Linked DNA regions of Macaca mulatta: region 1 is linked to region 2. A link is a contact called in public Hi-C data. All regions are on one chromosome and are shown on one strand. Each heading gives the region's core, a stretch centred on a gene start, on an enhancer-like site or on the middle of the called end of the contact. The rest is flanking DNA. Distances are from core to core; before and after follow the strand shown. Region 1 holds the start of ATP5PO (ATP synthase peripheral stalk subunit OSCP). Region 2 holds the start of RCAN1 (regulator of calcineurin 1).

Evidence for each region. Hi-C and Micro-C count contacts between places; a contact is called where the count stands out from the background.
Region 1: a contact with region 2 is called in a Hi-C map of liver, with 2.9 times the contacts expected there. The contact joins the promoter of ATP5PO here to the promoter of RCAN1 in region 2. A contact is called at or near these places in 6 of 14 Hi-C or Micro-C datasets (CD4 T cells, blood, cortical neurons and 3 more).

The regions. Positions count from the first base shown.
Region 1 is chr3:13,472,882-13,479,612 of T2T-MMU8v2.0, reverse strand. ATP5PO (ATP synthase peripheral stalk subunit OSCP) reads right to left here and starts at 3,944. Exons shown (of 7, transcript NM_001195583.1): 1 at 3,880-3,944; 2 at 2,623-2,673; 3 at 759-869. The coding sequence starts at 3,915.
Region 2 is chr3:12,783,737-12,790,543 of T2T-MMU8v2.0, reverse strand. RCAN1 (regulator of calcineurin 1) reads right to left here and starts at 3,335. Exons shown (of 4, transcript XM_001088613.5): 1 at 3,016-3,335. The coding sequence starts at 3,258.

The sequences.
Region 1 (6,731 bases), core at 2,695-5,194, 690 kb before region 2:
ATTCTACAAGCATAGAATATGGCAATTAAAACCCGAGGCAAAGGTTTTATGAAAACAAATTCTCCGTAAAACCCAATCACAATATATTCTAAAGACCTAGCCCAGAAGCATATAATCTTTTTTTTTTTTTTTTTTTTTTTTTTTTTGAGATAGTCTTGCACCATCACCCGGGCTGGAGTGCAATGGTGCGATCTCAGCTCACTGCAGCCTCGGCCTCCCAGGTTCAAGCAATTCTCCCGCCTCAGCCTCCAGAGTAGCTGGGATTACAGGTGTTCACCACCATGCCCCGCCAATTTTTTGTAGTTTTTAGTAGAGATGGGGTTTCACTATGTTGGCCAGGCTGGTCTCAAACTCATGAACTCCTGATCCACCTGCCTCGGCCTCCCAAAGTACTGGGATTATAGGTGTGAGCACCGTGCCCAGTTATAAGTATAGATTTTTAAAGGTAGCTTTTAAATTCTCCACTGAAATAGCAATTTTCCTAAATTATCATCTATTTTAATTTTACATTTCTATCTTTTCTTAGCCCCAAATCTTGGTTCCTAATATTAATATCCTTATATGTATCTGTTTGTTCTTTTTATATGTTTTATAATAACAAAAACCCAACATTATCACTAAAAACGTGTTTACAGAAAATGGCTTTTTCCCAGTTCTTTTTCTTGGAGGATACACCTCATTAGGAATGCAGTCAACCAACCAAAGGAAAAAATATACAAACAGGAACTTAATATATAATGAATAGGAAAGCTACTTACTGCTACTCTCAACAACTCCTTTTCTACTTGCTCCAACTTATTCTGTTTTGATGCAGCAGAATAAAGAGCCGTGGCATAGCGACCTTCAATACCGTATACCTGAACAGGAGGCTTTAAAGAAAAGGTGAAATAGGAGAGGAAGCAAAAAGGAAAATCAGTTAATAGTATACTGTCAAGAGCAGAATTTAAAATTTATATTTTAAAAAATATATCGTTTTAACACAAAACAGTTTAAATGTGTCACCCAAGAGCTGCCCTAAATGGCAATTTGCAAGTAAATTAGGGATGTTTCCTTGGTCAGGTCACTCAAATCTTTAAGCCTCCAATTCCTCATCTGTAAAATGAGGGGCTTAGTAAGCAGGGTCTAAAGTCCCTTCCAGGTTTACCTACCTTTATCAATTACTTGTACTTTAATTTTGAGATGAGCTTATGTTTCCTTTAAACTCAGTAACTATTTAGTTTCAAGTATGGGACGTTGTGAACACTGATAGACAGTTTCGAGTATGTTAGAGCTAGGAAAACAGGTGTTTATGAAACACACAAATATACTTTTATACATTTCATACTGACACTATACATTTTCCCTTACATAGCCTCCCTATCGATGTTCAATTTAACAGAGCCCTTTGGCAGTTCACAAAAAACCTAATGCTTGAATTATTTTTCACAGTAAACTACAGACTTTTCTTCTACCATCAGTGTGTAACTACACGTTCTTAGTGGTGCTGTATGGCTGTAGTGGGAAAGCTCAAGCCTGGATGAGAAAGATTTAGTTCCAGTCCAGCTCTAGGACTAAGCTGAGTAACCTCAGGTACATTTTCCCAGGGCTTCAGCTTCCCCTTTTGTAAAACGGGAAGACCAGTTACTCCTGAACACTGTTATGAGGTTTTTAAGCTCTCACATGAAGGACAAAATGATTTTGATCATTTGACTTGAGATTTGGGGCTGGTAATGAGGACAGGACATGATAATTATTTTCCTAAATCCCACCTGATGTGGGTTCATTAAGGACATAGGCTGGTATTATGATCTTTCCTTTACGAAATTTTTCCAAGGGGAGGACTGGCTCACTGTTGATTTGGTGGGGAAAAGTGTGGGTAGGATAGTTGACCCAGCACATCTTAGAAAAGTTCCTGCTTCCTGACAGTTGATTCAATTCTCGATCACAAAGGAACTTTCTTTAATCAAATAAAGAATTTCAAAATAACCTACAGAAATGGAGTCAGACTTCATGTTCCAACAGGGTTGTTACCAGCTGTTAGTCATGTATCATTTCTGGGGGCCTTCTGGGGAACTTCATTTATTATGTGTCACTGATAGTCCTCTTTATCCGGGGTCAACTGGACTACTTCCGGTTTGAAAAGAAAGGGACGGGCAACTCTCTGAAATAGTGAGCCTTCTTTCTCTCCTAGTAGAGAGAAAGAGTGTGAAGAGTATGAATATTCCTAACCAGAATGGAACATAGAGAATTGCAACAGAATTGCATTAGAAACCAAGGTACCTTGATTTTAATATCAACTCCTGTAATAATTTCCTGTGATAACTTGGGCATGTCATTTTGTTAAACCTGTTTCTTTCATTAAAAAATAAGTAAATGTTAGCTTCCCTATTTTAGAGGGTTAATGGAAAAACAAATGATCGAAAAAAAAGTTTTCATATTTAAAGATTATGCATGGGCCTGTCACAAAGCAAGTATTCAACACCATTCCTTTCCACACCCTACGCACACATCACATTTTGGGAACCACAAGTCGTGCAGAAAGGTTTAGATAGTAACTACACAAAAATCCACGTCCTAACTGTACTGCTGTTTGACTAACACTTTCACGTGCTTATCATTACAGAAGAATATAAATTAACATACCCTCACAAGCTTGGCAAACGGTCTGACCACAGAGGTACTGAAACATCGCACCTTGAAGCAATAAAGGAAAATAGATCAAACAAGATTACTCGAAGGATTTCTGCACGTAACTCAGTAACAACATCAACAACAAATTTTTAATGACCTTGAAAGCATTAGTTTTGTCTCTTTGTATCTTCACATGTTACATGAGGATGAGCTACTTATTATTACTAAGGAGTAAACTTACCCAACGAGGATTATCCCAAGTTGCTTGGGATATCACCTTCTCACTAACCTCCTAGCTCGCTAGGAATGGACCGAGGCTAGCACACCCGTATGACAGAGAAAACACTAACTTCCAAGGAGTGCACGTTTCAAAAATATTTAACCAAAATTCTGGCGTTCCTATTACCACACCCTTGAGCAGATCATTTGCAACAGATGTACCCTTCTCGGAATCCAAATGCTATCTGAAAATAAAGATGAATTTTTTGAGTACTGCCGCAGAGTTTGATCTGACAAGAGGCCCTACCTCTGCGAGACAGTCTTACAGTTTAAAAATCACCTGCAAGCGCACAGGTCACAGATCACAGGTCACCTTCAAATACTTCCAGCTATGGAATGTGTTTTATCCAACCTGCTTGTGAGGATTAAGACTTTGTAATGCTTATGTAAAAATTACCTAAGATGCCAGGAAGGGGTCATGATATGTAAAGCACCATGGTGATATTCAGTACAAAGAGCATACAATTTTTTCAAACTCCATCTTCTGGGTGATTCTGTGGGTTCAAATCTCAATTCTACCACTTACTGGCTGAGCAGTCAAAGACTCATTTAAACTTTTCGGCCTCATTTCATTTATAAAACTGTGAAATGTGTTTTACAAATATTCCTTAGCATTACTAGTAAGTGATCTCTGACAGGTTTTACCACAATGGCAAAGGAAGCTGATTTGGAGGCTAGGCCATGCCCCTTCCCCGGAATTCAGCAAACGGCAGACCCCCTCTCCTGCGCCCCTCAGGCTAGCAGCTTCTTGGGGCTGTGCTCGGAGGATGCCAAGGTCACGGCACGCACAGCCCCGCGCCTTCCGCCCCGTAGGCATCCCGGGGGACAAACGCTGGGTCGTCCTGAGTCGCTCCCACTCGCCGGGTCCCATAACCTTGGAAGACTGCCAGACTTCCCCAACCGAAGCATCGCACCCTGGTGCTCGGGGTTTGGTACCGGTCACCCCAGCAGGGATCCTACCACTGGCTCTCAGGATCATGTTTCTCTCACCTGCCGGGAGAGACCGGACACTCCTGGGGCGGCCATCTTCTCCCGGGCGGCTGTAGGTCAAACCCGAGTGGGAAGAGAGAGGCGCGCAAGAGCGCACGCGCACGTTAGCGTAACCGCTAGGTTCTCTGGGAAGTGTAGGCGTAGGGCGTCAGGCCGCAGGCGCAAAGACCTCCCTCCGGCTGGGAGTTGTAGTTCTTAGCAGTGGTAAGGGCTGGACCCTTGCGGTGGAGCCAGAGGGCTTTAACTGCACGTGAAAATGAAATCATTGTTACTGGCCAAGCGGCCCTCACTGTAGAATGGATTTGCTGTTCCCAGTTTTAAAATTTACATTTAGATAAATATAGTGGTATTTGTTCCATTTCACAGTTATTACCAGTGTCACTGGATTCTTGACTCTTCCTTCCCAGCATGCTAAAGCCTGAATCAATGGCTTTTTTTCACGTTGCACACAAAGACAAAACCAAACCAAAACAAAAAGCCCCCAGGAGCCTTGCAGCTCCAGGAGCGGACACCACGTCCCTCTTACCTGGGCCATGACTACCCATTGTTAAATAAAAAATTATTCAATGATGCTTGTTAAAGCATGGTAAGGAAGACTTTATTCAGGACCATAGCGATGGGTATAGGACCAGTGCAACCGGGTCTGGGAGTGGGCGGAGAGATTGGGCTCAGCTCCGAAAGCAGCACGGACAAATGGGAATTTATGGCCAAGGAGCAGTGTGGGGGTCAGTGGATAGAAAATTACTAAGAGGAAACTGGGGTAAGGGGGATTCTGGCTAAAATGACCTAGAGGAATCTTGTAGAAGACAGGTCAGGGTGATCAGACATCACCTGGGGGATGGTGAAGGATGGGGACCCTGATCAAATATCAAAGATGATCGGTTATCGAAGATTGGGGCTTCTGGCTAAACTGACTTAGCAGTTTGGCTAAAACTGGATTTTACAAGGAGGTGTATAGATAGGCCTCAGAGAAGGTTCAGAAGCCTCACTGAAGTTTGGCCAAGCAAAAGCAAAGAATCTCTGTGGCCCTCCATTCCCCTCCCCTCTCACCCATCTCACCTGAGTATAGAACTGAGCTGTTGGTGTGTGAGGGCAGGTGGGATTCTGATACCTAGATTCTTGATTATGGCTAGGGCAGAGTGGCTAGCCGAGCATCAGGCCTAAAGTAGGAGAACGTGGGTTTGAACAAATTTGATATTGAAACTGAGAACTGGATACTAGCCTTGGATATAGTTTCTCTTCATCCATAAAAACAACCTATCTTCAACCCATTCTCTCTAAATAGAACTCAGTCGAATTTTCTCGTCTGTTGGAGAAGAGACTGGCTGGCAGAGCAAGGGTCAGTATTCCTGTTTATAATAGTGGGGGTTCTGTAATCAACTTAAAAGAAAAGTACTCTGCTCAGATGTATTATAGAAACACGTTAATTCATTATTTTTCACTTTTAGAGAGTAGTTTTCTCATTATTACAATTTTTTTTTTTTTTTTTTTTTTTGAGACAGGGTCTCACTTTGTCACCCAGGCTGTAGTGCAGTGGCATGATCTCAACTCACTACAACCTCTGCCTCCTGGGTTCAAGTGGTTCTCCTGCCTCAGCCTCCCGAGTAGCTGGGACTGCAGGTGTACACAACCACATCTGGCTAATTTTTCTCTTTTTAGTAGAGATGGGGTTTTGCCATGTTGGCCAGGCTGGTCTCGAACTCCTGACCTCAAGTGATCCGCCTGCCTTGGCTTCCCAAAGTGCTGGGATTAGAGGTGTGAGCCACCACACCCAACTCCCTAAAAACTTTTTAAAATGTAGAGAAAGATAAAGATGTAATTGTCCTCTTTTCTTCCACTCAGAGGCAATTGTTGTAAGTATTTTGGTGTCTTGTTTCTCAACATTTGTTTAGGCTGTGGCCTGAACTACCCTGGCCTGAATCCCAATCAGTTCCTTGGCCCAGTTATATAACTTCTCTGTGCTTCAGTTTTCTTATCTATAAACTGGGTATTATAATAGTATCTGCCTATAGGTCATTAGGAGAAATAAAAAAGTATATATGTAAAGTGCTTAGAACAATTGCCTGACAGAGTAGTACTCATTAATTTGGTCTTTTTTTTTTTTTTGAGACAATGCCTTGCTCTGTCACCGAGGCTGGAGTGCAGTTGTGTGATCACGACTCACTGCAACCTTGACCTCCTAGGCTCAAGCAATCCTTCCACATTAGCCTCCCCAGTAGTTGGGCCTACAGACACATGCTACCAAGCCTGGCTAATAAAATTTTTTTTTTTTTTTAGAGATGAGGGTCTCACTATGTTGCCCAGGCTTGTCTCTAACTCCTGGGCTCAAGCAGTCTTCCCACCTCAGCTTCTCAAGTAGCTGGGATTACAAGTGCATGCCACCACACCTGGTTATGTTAGTTCTTTATTTTGTTTGCTTTTGTTATACATACAGATTAACAATCTTTATACAACTTGGTATTTTGCCTTTTTCTTTAATGCAAGAAAGAAAAGGATGCAAAATTACATATGAGTTATGCATTCATGCTTATAATATAAGCCTATTTCCAAATTATAAAAGTTTCTAAGTATCATTTTAATGGCTGCAGGTAGTCCATCCAGTGAATATTCTGCAACTTGATTATTCTATGATTTTTGAACATAATTCAAATGGTTTCCTTTTTTTTTTTTTTTTTTTTGCCATTTTAAACAATACCGAATCTCCTAAGCATATTTAGACATAAATTTCTTTTCTTTCTTTCTTTCTTTTTTTTTTTTTTTGAGATGGACTTTCGCTCTTGTTGCCCAGGCTGGAGTGCAATGGTGTGATCTCAGCTCACTGCAAACTCTGCCTCCTGGGTTCAAGCAATTCT
Region 2 (6,807 bases), core at 2,086-4,585:
CCCAGTCTTAATAGTAAGGCTGCCAGATTGAAACCCCAGAAACTACATATTCCCACCTAGAAGGATGGTTTCAGCTAGATGAGAAATGGTCCACTTGCTGGAAGGCTTACCAAGGACCCGCCATGACTTTAGCTCTCGGGTTGCCCACTGCATAAAACTGTTTGCCTTCAGAGACTGGGACTCCCTTAGCCCAGCTGGTTTTTGGGTTTTCACTGATGGCTGTACATCTCACAGGACCCCAGAATTGAACACCAGTGCACAACCCTCCCTCACCCCCATTCTGAAGCTCCAGATTCTCCGAATGGAGAGAAGAGGCTCAGATGGAGGCTCTACCCCTTTCTCCGTCTCCAGTACCACCACCCTAGTCCCACTCCCTTCCTATCTCCCCTGGATGATGGCAACAGCCTCCTACCAGGTCTCCTTGCTCCCTCTCTAGCCCACCTAGTTTCCCTCCCGAAGGCCATTCTCCACCAGGCTGTGCAGTTAGAATCACACCTGAATCCTTACCATGGCCCCAGGGGCATGTTTTCCGGCTGCTTATCCAACCAACCTCAGCCACCTCCCACCTCTCTGTCTCTCATGCAACCCTTCATGTCCTTTAAATACATGGAGTTCACCCTGCACTGGAGCTTCTGCACCTGCTAGTCCCTCTGCCGGGACGCCGGCCACACAAACACCTCCTCAGGGAGCTTCCTCCTGTCAGCCTGGTCCAGGCTGTGCAGAGGCCTCCCTGGGCCACTCCATCTAAAGTGGCTCCCTGCTGACTCCTCTGTGTAAGTCCCCGTTATCCACACTGTCCCCAGAGCCATTATCTACCCTTCTGTGGGCCCTGAGAGGATGACCCAACCTATGGACTCCACTTCTGGGGCTCCCTTGCCTCCTGGCTGCCCTTTGAGTTCTGCCAATGAGATCAGAAGCCTGGGAATTTCTTCCCTGCCTTAGCATCCCAACTCCACACCTTCAAGTCTACGGCTCCTGGCAGGTGGCTCCTCACCTGGGTTTCTGGCCATGTGACTTCCTCCCCCAACTCCAGCATCCAGCTGTTGCTCATGGCTGCAGGCCTGGACATCCCTTGTTGGTTCCTTAAGGCCTGCCCCAATTCACCAGCTCTTCAAAAAAAAAAAACCCATGAACCCCCACAGCATTAGGACCTGACCACTCTGACCAAGTCCCCTCCCCTTGCTCTCTATCCACCTGTTTCCGTCTCTTCATTGCATTTATCACTATCCGAAATGATCTTGTTCACTTGCCTTTTTTCTATTGTCTATCTCCCCCTCAACTACTGGATCCTAAGCTCCATGAAAGCAGGGAGCTTGAAATGTTCCCCGCTCTATCATCTGGGCCTAAACCAGTGGCTGGAACACAGTAAGCACTCAATCAACAGCAAAGCCTGAATGAAGCTACATCGTCTCTGCTCAAAATATCACCGTGTCAGTAAGACCTTCCCTGATCATCTTATGGAAAATAGCCATTTCCCCTCCTCTCCCAGACCTCCACTCCCTCCTCCTGCTTTCCAAGTCTTACTTTTCCCTATAGCATCATTACTTTCTGATATATTTGATATTTCTTTATTGCTTGTTTATCTTCCAAAAAAAGGTCGCCCTGGAGGCTGAAATGTTATTTTATTTACTGATATAGCCTCAGAGCCTAGGACAGTACCTATCCTGCAGCAAAGTCTCAGTAAGTATTTGTTAAAATGAATAGCTAGTGAAGTGGGCAAACTTTCATGTAACGCAATTTCAGGATTGTCTCCAACGCTGGAAAGAATTCTCTCCAACACTGCAAGTAAGTGCCGTCTTACGTTACTTGACCTTGTTCTAGCAGAAAGACAGCCTAGAACGCCTGAGGAAAAGCACTGAAATGCTGGCTACTGCTTAGTTTATACGGAGGGGAAAAGGTTTTAGAGTAAGATCAATCAGTAAGACCCTGAGTTCCTGACAATTGTTGCTCTAGAAAGCATGCCTGGAAGCTTACCTAAGCACACGGCCATTGTAATTCCTTTCAGAAAGTAAGTGAACATATAAGTTATAAATAAATGACACTTATGCACACCATTCTGTGTTTCACAGTGGTGGTGTATTGGCAGCAGCCTTCAACTATAGTTCATTGACAGCATTTGTGGACCCGCAGCCAAGCGCTGAAAGCACTGCTTTTTTTGACAGCTGCTCTCCTAATGGGGCATCTCTCAAAGACCGGTTTCATTCTGCGACGCCCACGCTGTCCAAATTTTGCTCTGCACAATAACTGCAGATTTGAAATAAATTCCTCCTTCCCACCACCATTATTGATTATTCATACCTGCCCCTAACCCTCCAACGTGTATAAATTGTGTGGATTTTGCGGGGGAGAGGCGGGGGAGGGAGTCAACTCCCCATGTACTGGGTGTCCCCGATGGCAGCAAGCCACACCTTCACACAAGGGGGCAAGGTTCTTGACTAAATATCCTAAAGGTCTGAAAGATGGTCCCCTTTCCCCCAACGCCATTCCACCGAAACTGGCTAGCCGCTGGCTAATGAGCAACCACGGATCCTCACCCAAACATTGGCTTTTCTTCCAATAGTGCAGATTGGGAATGCAGGGACATCGTCCTATTTATGAACACTGAGTCACGTCGCCGCTCAACGTCTGTTTCCTCCTCCCTAGGAATGAGGTGACCCCCTCCTCCAGCGCGTAAACGCGGGGCCATGGCGAGAGCGCGGGGGGCGGCGGCGCTGCCCCACCTTGGGGAACGAATTCACCCCGCTGGTCGCACCAGCCTGGGCGCACACCGGGGCCGGGGCGAGCCTGTGGGACCCCGCGGTGAGCTGCGCGCGCCCCGGGGGTGCTCGGGGACCGAGACCCTCCGGGCGCCGCCCCCACGCCCCAGCCCTGAGGGGTCCGCGGCCCGGGGCCCCGGGGGCGTCGCTGCCTCCCCGCCCCGCTCGCGGCCGGGACTGGGCGCTGCGACTCGCGCCGCCTCCTCGGGCAACAAGTGTCCGCCCTCCGCCCCGACGGCCCGCCCGGCGCGGCACTCACCCGGCACAGGCCGTCCACGAACACGCGCGGGTCCAGGTGGCAGGCGATGGTGGCGCTGGGCAGGTCCTGCAGGTCCACCTCCTCCATCTCGCAGTCAATGAAGCTCCAGTCGCCGCCGCCCTCGTCCGCCTCGGCCGGCCCCGAGAGGGGCGCGAAGGGCCGCAGCGTCACCCCGGGCCGCGCTCCCGCCTCGGCCGCCTCCGCCGCCGTCCCGAGCCGGGGCCCGGCCACGCCGTCCTCCATCCCCGCGCCCGCGCGACCCTATGCGCCCCAGCGGGCTGCGCCGGGCTCGCGCGCCGGCGCCTCACGCGTTCCCGTCTGCGCCCGGCCGGCAGCTCTGCGGTTAACCCCCTCGGGATCGCGCGGCGGCAGGCGGCGGGCTGTCACCAGGCTCCCAGCGACACGACCTCCCAGCGCCGGCCCCGCCCGTCACCGTTCCGCGCGGGAGGGGCAGAAACCCGGTGCGGCGCCAGCCCGCCCGCCCAGCCCCTACGGCCGCCCACCGGCGGAGCCAACGGTGGCCCCTTTAAGGCCGGCGCCGGTTGGGCTATTGTACCCCGCCCTTCCAGGAGACGGGGCCAATAAAGAAACGGAATTCTCTTCACGTGACCCTCCTTCTGCCGCCCGAAGCCCGAAGCCTCAGGGCGGCCATGTTGGTTAGGGGCAAAGTCCTCGTTGCCAGTTCCGCTTTTCTGACAGCTGGTGTCCGCTGAAGGGCGCCGGGTAGAGTCCTCGGCTCTTGGGCCCTTGGGGTAATAACTGGGGAGGCAACGTTTCTGTGGTTCCCATGTGGTGACGTTTTGAAGCACAGGGACCCACTTTTGGGAATTTAAGCGAGACCTAGTCTCGCTGTGGCTCTGTGGCCACTGGCAAGTGGTTAGATGCTTACCGTATATTGTCAGATATAGTCGCAATAAAGACCGAACTAGAACGATGATAACAATGCCTTACTTTTCTATTTCAGCGTACTAGTCACTATACCATTGTCCAAAATTTATGTAATTAGAAGTAATTTTTCTGAATTACCACTATATGTTATGTACAATAGGACATAACGAAAGAATTAAGAGATCACCCCTTTCCTTTGGGGAACAGCGGAAAAATAGAGGACCTCAAGTGAGCAGACATGTCTCTTCCTGAAAAATAGAATTCTTTTTTTTTGGACAGTATGATACAGTGAGAACTTGGGTCTGAATTTCAGCTTTGCTTTTAACTACTTGGACAAATAAATTGAATCTCAGTTTCCTCATCTAAATAAATGACATATTACTAAGAATTCGGTAATTGCTTAATAAATGGTAGCTCTGTTTATGCACTGGGTTCTTTGGAGGTCGTGAAATTAGAGTTGTATTTTTTCTTAGAGTAGGCTTACTCTCTAGTTAGGAAGTGTTAGTAATTATAACAAAAAGTATATCCAACCAACAGCTGAGATTTATTCAGAACTTGCCATGTGCATGGTTCTATGATTACTATTATCACAGTCTTAGGGCAGTCTGTGTCCTCAAGGAGCGAAACCCAAGAGGAATAGTAATACCCATGCAGAAATAACTCACAAAATAGAATGTGATGTAAGGATGTGAAAGGAAAATCTTGGGCCCCCAAAATCAGTAAGGAAAACTAAAGCTGGAAGCTGGGTAGGGCCAACCTGCCTCCCATTCCATTCAAAGTCACCCCTCTGCTCACTGAGACAGATGCATATCACCGAGACAGATTTGCCTCCTTTGGAAAGGCTAATCAGAAACTCAAAGAATGTAACCGTTTGTGTATCACCTATCTGTACCCTGAGCGCTCCCTCCCGCCTCCTGCCTTTGCAGTAGTTTTCCTGCCTTCGTTTGAAGTTGTCCTGCCTCTCCAGACCAAACCAATGTACTTCTTACATATATTGATTGATGTCTCATGTCTCCCTAACGTGTATAAAACCAGGCTGTCCCTTGATCACCTTGGGTACATGTCCTCAGGACTTCCTGAGGCCTGTCATGGGTGTGCCCTCAACCTTGGCAAATAAACTTTCTAAATTAATTGAGACCCGTCTCAAATTTTCAGGGTTCACAATATATTGCTGATGGGCATGTAAAAAGGCACAGCCACTTTGGAAAACAATTTGGCAATTCCTCAGAAAGTTCTATGTAGAATGACCATATGACCCAGCAATTCTTCTCCTAGGTATACACTTAAAAGAAATGAAAACAGTCGGGCGCCGTGGCTCACGCCTGTGATCCCAGCACTTTGGGTGGCTGAGGCGGGCGGATCACCTGAGGTTGGGGGTTCCAGACCAGCCTGACCAATAAGGAGAAACCCCATCTCTACTAAAAATACAAAATTAGCTGGGCGTGGTGACACATGCCTGTATGGGGTGGCTGAGGCAGGAGAATGTTTTGAACCCCGGAGGCGGAGGTTGCAGTGAGCTGAGATAGCGCCACTGCACTCCAGCTTGGGCAACAAAAGCAAAAACTCTGGAAGGGAAGGGAAGGGAAGAGGAGGGGAGGGGAGGGGAGGGGAGGGGAGGGAACTCCAGCTTGGGCAACAAAAGCAAAAACTCCAAAAGAAAGGGAAGGGAAGGGAAGGGGAGGGAAGGGGAGGGAAGGGAAGGGGAGGGAAGGGGAGGGAAGGGGAGGGAAGGGGAGGGAAGGGGAGGAGAGGGGAGGAGAGGGAAAGGAGAAGGAAGAAATATGCCCACACAGTAATCTGTACACAAAAGTTCACAGCATCATTATTCAAAATAGCCAAAAAGTGGAAACAGTCCAAATGTTCACCAACTGAAGAATGGACAAACCAGGAGTATATCCATACAATGGAATATTTTCCAGCCCTAAAAAGGAATGAAATGCTGATAACATGCCACAACATGGAGGAATCTTGAAAACAACATTATGCTAAGTGGAAGAAGGCAGTCACAAAAGGCCACATGTTATTCCATCTATAAAAATGTTCAGAATAGGCAAATCCACAGAGACAGAAGGTAGTTCAGTGGGTGCCAGGGTTTGTGAAAGGGGATAATGGGAAAGGACTGGTAAAGGGTACGAGGTTTCTTTTGGGGATGAGGAAAATGTTCCAAAATCAATTGTGGTGATACTTGCACAGCTTTTTGAATATACTGAAAAATCACTGAATTGTACCTTAAAGGGTGAATTTCAAGGCATGCAAATTGTATTTCAGTAAGGCTGGTATTTTAAAAGACCACAAGACATTGGATAAAATGCAGCAGAATGGATGACACTGCAAAGCCGAAAACTCTCGGTAAACTCGGCCAGGCATTGTGAAAAGGGTAACAAAAGGATGAGGCACTGGTTTTGGAAAAACAACACCCAGTCATCCTGTTGCTGGGTGGGTCCGTGTTTTCATCCTGAGGACGGTATGCTCTTTCATTGCTGGCTTACCATAAGCTGCTTACAGCATGCAAAGTGGGCCTGTTGGACAAAGTGTTCAAGGGGAAGGAAAGCACCAACAAAACAGAAAGCCAACATGCAAGCAGAGCAAACCCTCGCAGCTGGCTCTCTGATGTGTTAAGACAGGAGTGAACAGGAACAACCTCAGGCGAGTGGTGAGGACAAAGTTACCTGTAACGGACTCCAGAATGCAGCTGGTCATCGCTCAGATACAGACCACACCAAACGTTTTCCTCCCCATCTGTGGATCCCCACCTCTCTCCTCTCCTTCCCCATCTGCACTCCCCCAGGAAGCTAAGTGAAGAGGGTGACTTTTCTTAGTTCTCCGACCAGATTAATTACTTGTCTATATAACTCCGAGAATAATAATACTAATCTCTTCTGTGTAGCTCTTAAATCATTAATG